2 separate regions of the Muntiacus reevesi genome follow, and region 1 is linked to region 2. A link is a contact called in public Hi-C data. All regions are on one chromosome and are shown on one strand. The core of a region is the stretch at or near the end of the contact, and the rest is flanking DNA. Distances in the headings are between cores, read along the strand shown.

Region 1 (3,596 bases), core at 151-2,650, 180 kb before region 2:
GGAGAGTCAAGACCTCCCACTGAGGAGATGGCACAGGGCAGTGTGAGGTAAGCCCCCAAATGAGAGGTACAACTGATAGGGGATGGAGGTCGTTTGGACTGGAGGGGAATCAGGGAAGCTCCGTGGAGAAGGAGGATCAAGAGGAATTGTAAAGAACTGGGTTAGATAGCCGCAAAGCAGGGCAGAGTGTTTGGTGGAGAGAAGAGCGTGAATAAAAGTGTGGAGGGAACAATGAGAACCTACGACATCTTGAGAGTGGGTGAACGTAGCTGGGGGCAGGGCAGAAGAGCGATTCCTGTCAGAAAAAAAAAAAAAAAAAGAAAGAAAAAACCATGAGCAACACTTCAGAGTAAGTGGTGGTTTGGGGCAGGTTGGGGAGGACCTAGAATGTCAAGCTAAGAAGCTGGGACCTCATTCAGCAAGGAGTAGGAAGTTTTTGAAAGTTTCTAAGTTGCTTGGATGATCCAGTTTTCTTATGAAGTTTACCAGACTTCTGAGGACGTGGCCTGCCTTCCCCCTCAGGTGTGCCTCGTGATTCCATTCCTCACACTCTGTGCTCCAGCCAGAGTGTTAAATATTCTTCATACTCTCTGTATTCCTGGCCAAGTCCTATTCCTTCAGTTCGCAATGTTAACATTTCTCTAAGATCTCTACGAAGCCTTGAAGACACCGTCCTATTTCCCCCAAGCCTGGGCAGGTGCGCTCTTTCAAGAAGGCTCCCATAACCCCTTGCGCTTTCCCCACTAGAGCAACTATCGCTGTGTGATTCTTCGTTTGTCGGCATCCTCCGCTGGACTGTGAATTCTTCTGAGGTTAGCAACAGTAACTTGTTCACCAGGGTGTCTCTAAAAACCAGCATAGGGCCAGCAAAGTGAGAGTGGATGGAGGAGGGGCTAGGGACAGAGGGACACGGAGGAATCTGTTTCCTCTCAGTTCTTGGCCAGGAGTTTCTGAAGGACAATTGAATATCACACGTGTCAACAGATACAGGTTCGTAAAGGACACAAGACTTGCTCAGGTCTCCTCCTCAGCTCCCCTGTGAATAAGGCTAATCCCTGTTTATCCCCAGACACACCCAGGAATTATTTGAGGAACGCTGAGGCGGAGGGTTACTAACCGGGACTATATACAGTAATCCTCCGCTCCGGCTTTGTCATCCTGGTGGCGGCTCCTCGACCACCAGGGGGAGGAATAGTGCTTCATTCCGAACTTCGGACGGGTTCACAGAACGAGGAGGGGGCCGTGTAGAACTCTGGGAATTGTAGTCCTGGGATCTTATGGGCAATCTTCGCGGTGCACCTCGGAAGTTATAGTTCTGGACAGAGGTGGGACATGCTTGTAAGCGCCAATGTCGAGTTCTGGAAACTACAATTACCAAGGGGCCACCGGCTCCTGGGCAGTTTCTCGTTTCCGTCGAGTTGACCGTCTGGGCTGCTTCTGAGGGATCAACGTGACTGGGTAAGTTTGGAGAAAACATCTATTCTGAACTGAGGTGTCTGCGGATTTTGCCACATTCCAGCCCGGTTTGGGGGCTCCTCGTCTCAATCCCAGGAGCTCCCAATTAGTCTTTCACCTTTTCTGTTTCCTGTTGAGACACCGCCAATATCCACCCGCACCTTTATTCTCCCACTCTCATCTTGCATTGTCACTCCTGGTGCCCTTGGAGCCCCACCGTGAGCTCTCAGCATCCCCTTTCTGAAACTTGGGCTTCTTTGTGCTCCGCACCTTCTATGTGCTTCACTCTTACCCTCACTTTCTTGGTTTTCATGCTAATGGAACAAGGGTCACCATTCCTTCTTCCCAATCCACGGAGTTGCTCAGAACTGGAATTCAGCAGAACTGGGTTTTATTATTGCAGCTCTGCAACTCCTTTGCTGCATGACCTTGGGCAGATCATACCCCCTCTCTGGGACTCACTCTCTTCATCTACGAAGTGGAGATGACAGTTGCTCTCAGTCTTAGCTTGAGGCTATATTCTGGAGCCAATAAGCTAATACGTGTGAAAGTTCTTTGTAAACTGTAAAGCCTCCACAAGCGAGAGAGATTATTTTTGCTGTAATTATTAATGCTCTGAAATACTCTCATCTTGGCTCCTTTTATAGTTCTGCCCCTTTGTTGCTCAGACCTGCCCCTTGAGTGCCTGGTGTCTGCTTTCTCTAAGAACAGGATGATATTTCCTCACTTCCCCAGAGACCACAGGCTAATGAGAGCTTTGTCTGAAAGGAAGCCCCAGAGAAGTGCTTATCTTGGACTGTGTCCTGAAATAGCCAGGGATGATAAGTCCACACAGCTGGCAGAAGGGTGGTCCCTGCTCACTGGAATTGGGGCCCCAGCAGGAGATGGACAGCTGCAATGTAAACCCTCTCTGTTCCCTTTGGGCTCTTCTGGGCCTGTTTAAGGGCTTCCCTGGTGGCTCAGACGATAAAGAATCTGCCTGCAATGCAGGAGACCTGGGACTGATTTTGGAATAGGTGTCTCAGACCTGATAAGACTGGAAGAAAAGAAACCATTTTGTCAAAGGATTTAATCCAGAAAACTACAAATACCACCCCCACCCCCCACCCCCCCAAAAAAAAGCTTGGCTGGGCATAATGAAAGAGAGATATAACATTGTTAATTAATTCCTAACATTTTATGAGCACTTAAAATGTACCAGACCCTAGGCAATATCACTTTTGTTACTAAATTTCATTTATGAAGTGTCTTCATTTTACTCTCTAGGAACTTAGGCTAAGAGGTCATATAGCTAGTTATGGTTATTATGCCTTCTATATGTTAAGTGTTTGACATACTTTCATTTAATCCTCATCAGCAACTTCATGAGTGACTGTTATTTCTATCATGTGGAAAAATTATCAGAGGCTTAGAATTGAAGGAACTTGCTCAAGGTTAAACAGCCAATTAAATGTTGGAGGTGGAATTCAGACTGTCACCAAAGCCTTTCTTTTCCCACTATACCATATAGTCTAATTTTTAGATCAAAAAGACAGAGATTAAAGAATTGAAAGGGTTTAAATCAAAGCCAAATAAAGGAAGCATTTATGGGGTTCCTCTGTGTGGGGAAAGCATGAAGATAGATGGTTTATCCTCCAAAGAAATATAAAACACATTCTACCTCTGTAGCGTATCTGAAGAAATAAGGCATAAGTGTGTAAAAAATTAAATAGCATGCATTGGATCAATTAATTACTGAGACCAGTTCTGTGCAAATCACTACATTAAGCCAGAAACTGCCAGGAACATGCTTCTAGGGGGCCATGGGGATTAAACCAAGTGATATCATAATCATTATCTTTTCATTAATATGAAAATGGTGGACTGGAATACTGTATCCACTCAGTAAATGTTTATTGTTTGCACACGTCTCAAAAAAAGAAAAGTCCTGCGTACCATCTGGACCAGAGTTTCTCGAACCTTGCAGATCAGAAAGCTTGGGAAGCTTTATAAACGAATTGACCTCTGGCAGTGGGGGCCCTAAAAGCTTTGTTTTTGAAAAGTTTTCCAGGTGATTGTGATAATAGATTCAGGACCCTCTGATCTAGATTCTACTTGGACCACTTCTTGGAGGCAAGTCGCTGATTAAAAACTGCTAGTTG
Region 2 (3,460 bases), core at 82-2,581:
TAGTCGCTGCAGTCACTACCCCTCCAAACTTACCTCCAAACTCAGTTAGGCCTAATCCTCACATGGCAGCCAGAGGCCTCTTTTTAGGACACATTGGGAATAGATCCCTGCCAAGCTTCAACCCCTCATGCTTGCTAGAGCCAAGAAGATAACACCAAGACTCTTCAGCATGGCCTGCAGGCCCTCCCTGTCTTTCTCTCCCAGCCGACAAGGCCTGTCCACTCTGGTCCCTGCACGCTTCACCGCCACACCTGCCTTCCCCTGCCCTCCACCCACACTGGCCTTGTCTACTATATTGCCTCTGCTCGAAACCCTACCAGCCTCTTCACCAAGCTCATCCTCAATTACTCCTGGAGCTCAGGTGAAGCACTGCCTCCCCTTTCCGGACCGGCGCCCCGCGTTTCCTCCGGAGCAGCAGTAACTAGATAACGGTGTAGCTTGTGCAGTTTGTCCGAAGGGCGGGGACTTCCAGGTACAGCCCTGAGCCCGCCCCGTACCCGGCTGGCACTCGAGCATTTGTTAAGAAACGAACCAACAAGAACGCCGACTTAGCCTTGAACCCTGCACAAGTGTCTGCTTAGAAGATTCCCCACGGCTCGCTGGCCGCGCGCCTGGTTCCCACCACCTCCGAGCCCGACTGCCCTTTCCGGGGCTGCTGTCCCGGTGTTTTTTACACACGGTCCCCCAGCGCCTCTCGAGCGGGGCCTGGCAGCATCAACCCGGTCCCCGCCGAGGCCGCCGCACTCTGCGCCGTTCTGGGCCGGCGGAGGGGGAGACGCCGCGGGGACCTTTGTCCAGGACACGCCTCCCTTCCCCCCGCAACAGCCCGACCCGACGGGGTCAAGGTCGGCCAAGTTCTCGCCGCGGCTCGGTGTGTGGGGGGGCGCCCACGGACTCAAAGGCCCGGCGCCGGGTCCCGGAGGAAGAGAGGAGGCGGCCGAAACGAGAAGCCTCTGGTGCGGCTGGGTGACTGGGGCGAGCAACTGCCCCCCGGGGACTCAGTTTCCCCTCAGCCGAGTGTGGCGGACAACACGAGTTCCCGCGAGAACCGGCGCGGGCTCAGCAGCCGCGGGCAGCGCCCGGCGCCCGGCACTCGGTCTCGCGACGGGCCGGGCCGGAGGGCCGCGCTCCCGCTCGCGTTCCCGCCCTGGGGCGGCAGTCGGACCTACTCTCACCTCAGACTGCGGCTCCGGATTCACTCACCTCACGGCCCCTCCTACCACAGCGGGCCGCCCAGTCTCCCTCGCCCTCACTTCCGCTGACCCACCCCCCGGAAGCGATCCCTTGCAGCTGCGCACCGAGCCACGGCAACACGCGTCTTCCGGAAGCGGCTCTGCTAGGGGCGAGGCGAGAGAGGAGCCTGCGGGGCCGAGGCGGGGCGATAAAGGGGATACGCCTACCATAGGCCACGCCCCCTCCTGGGGAAAAAGTTGATGGCGCCGGGAAACCACTGAGGTCAGCCGGCTCTTTCCCACTCTCCACGCCCACTCCCCACGCTTAGTCCCGATCCAACCTTTGGAAGGCATCTGTGTTGCTATTCGGCCTCCAGACTGATCGGTGTCTGCTGTCCCCACCTCGACTACAAACTTCAGAAGCTTCGCGCCGGTGTTCAAGGCTCCAGACTCAGTGCTTGCCCCACCTCCTCTCACTCTGGTTCCTTCAGTTTATTTATTTATTTATTTGTAAATTAATTTATTTTAATTGGAGGCTAGTTACTTTACGATATTGTAGTGGTTTTTGCCATACATTCACATGAATCAGCCATGGGTGTACATGTGTCCCCCATCGTGAACCCCCTCCCACCTCCCTCTGGTTCCTTCAGTTTATGCTTCCCAGCCAAGACCCTCTACAGTCTTCTCTGCACCAAGAATGAGCCTCTTTCTCCTCTTGACTCTTGCCCTCCAGTGCTTTGTAGCTTTCTTCTATTTTAGCCGTTGGTGTCACACACTCCTACCCACTCCGGTATATTGAGTTGGTTGATCAGATGGGTAGACTGAGAAGCGAGACCCCAGAGGCCTTGCAAAAGAGATCCACATTCCTCCCAGGCTCACTCACCCACTCTGTTTTTGTGCTCAACGCCCCAGAGTCCTGGTCACCATGGCATCCAGGCCTGCGTCACATGTTCTCCTCTGACTTCAGTACATGACTATGCCTGGCTCCCAGGCTGTTCTTTCCTCTCAAAGCTTGAAAGTCCTAGCTGTCAGGGACAGATGGGCTTCATTATGGGGAGAATCTGTGCTGTCACACAGGCCTCGTGGTCAGACAAACTCCTTCTTACTTTAATGCCCTATTGTTGCTTTCTTGAAATTAACAAATATTTTTTTTCAACAAGGGCCCTGCATTTTCATTTTGCACTGGACCCTGCAAACTATGTAGCTGGTCCTAGTCAGAGACTGTGTCCACCCTGATTCCCACCATACTGCAAATGATGAAATCTGACTTCCAGGTACAGCCTTCTTTCCAGGATGACAAACGGTTGCTTTAATCATCGCTTTCCCGTCCTGGGCAATGGCAGATCTTGTGAATCCACTCCAGTTGCCTTTCTTTGGATGTGGTAGTGCAGTCTTTGTTTTTCCCGAAGATCCCTTTTACCTAGTACACGACTCTATCCCCCAGCAGCTGTGCTGGCTTCTCACAGCTGCCCCATTCTCAGAATGGAAGCCCTAACCAAATAAGTTACTCTACCTCTAAGAGCCTAGGAGTGACTGATACAAGAGGCCAGTTCAATCTGGCGGTATGGTTTATGCTCTAGAGCCTTGCTCCTGCGGTCTGATCAAGGTTTGGCTTTCAGATTCTATTCCTCCACAAGGGTCTTTCTTTCCCCCTTTCTTCTTCAATCCTTCTTTTACAGGTTTTTCCTTAATTTCACACCCTCAAAAAAAAAAAAAAAAAATTACCTAATGCTTTTCTCCGGAGAAGGCAATGGCACCCCACTCCAGTACTCTTGCCTGGAAAATCCCATGGATGGAGGAGCCTCGTAGGCTGTGGTCCATGGGGTCGCTAAGAGTTGGACACGACTGAGCGACTTCACTTTCATTTTCACTTTCATGCATTGGAGAAGGAAATGGCAACCCACTCCAGTGTTCTTGCCTGGAGAATCCCAGGGACGGGGGAGCCTGGTGGGCTGACATCTATGGGGTCACCCAGAGTTGGACACGACTGAAGTGACTTAGCAGCAGCAATGCTTATCTCAGGCTTCTAAGATGATGGATTTAACTTCAGAATCTTTCTCAACACCAAACACCAGATTCTAAAAACAGTAAGTTCTCTAGGTCTGTCGCAAATTTATTTTAAGCAAGTTACTCGAGACTTCTGGTGACAAATAAACTAGTCCCCAAAGGTATTCCAATCATGCTCCCTTGCCCATCTGCCAACTCCAGCAAAAGTTGTTGTTCAGTCACTAATTTGGCTCTTTGCAACCCCATGGACTATAGCACACCAGCCTCCTGTCTTTCTAGTG

The links. Hi-C and Micro-C count contacts between places; a contact is called where the count stands out from the background.
Region 1: a contact with region 2 is called in a Hi-C map of blood, with 2.0 times the contacts expected there. The contact joins the promoter of PAFAH2 here to the promoter of MTFR1L in region 2. A contact is called at or near these places in 2 of 3 Hi-C or Micro-C datasets (blood and muscle).

What each region holds. Positions count from the first base shown.
Region 1 is chr3:110,731,521-110,735,116 of mMunRee1.1, reverse strand. It overlaps PAFAH2 (platelet activating factor acetylhydrolase 2), which reads left to right and starts at 1,400. Exons shown (of 10, transcript XM_065930103.1): 1 at 1,400-1,458.
Region 2 is chr3:110,548,222-110,551,681 of mMunRee1.1, reverse strand. It overlaps MTFR1L (mitochondrial fission regulator 1 like), which reads right to left and starts at 1,331. Exons shown (of 7, transcript XM_065930096.1): 1 at 1,204-1,331.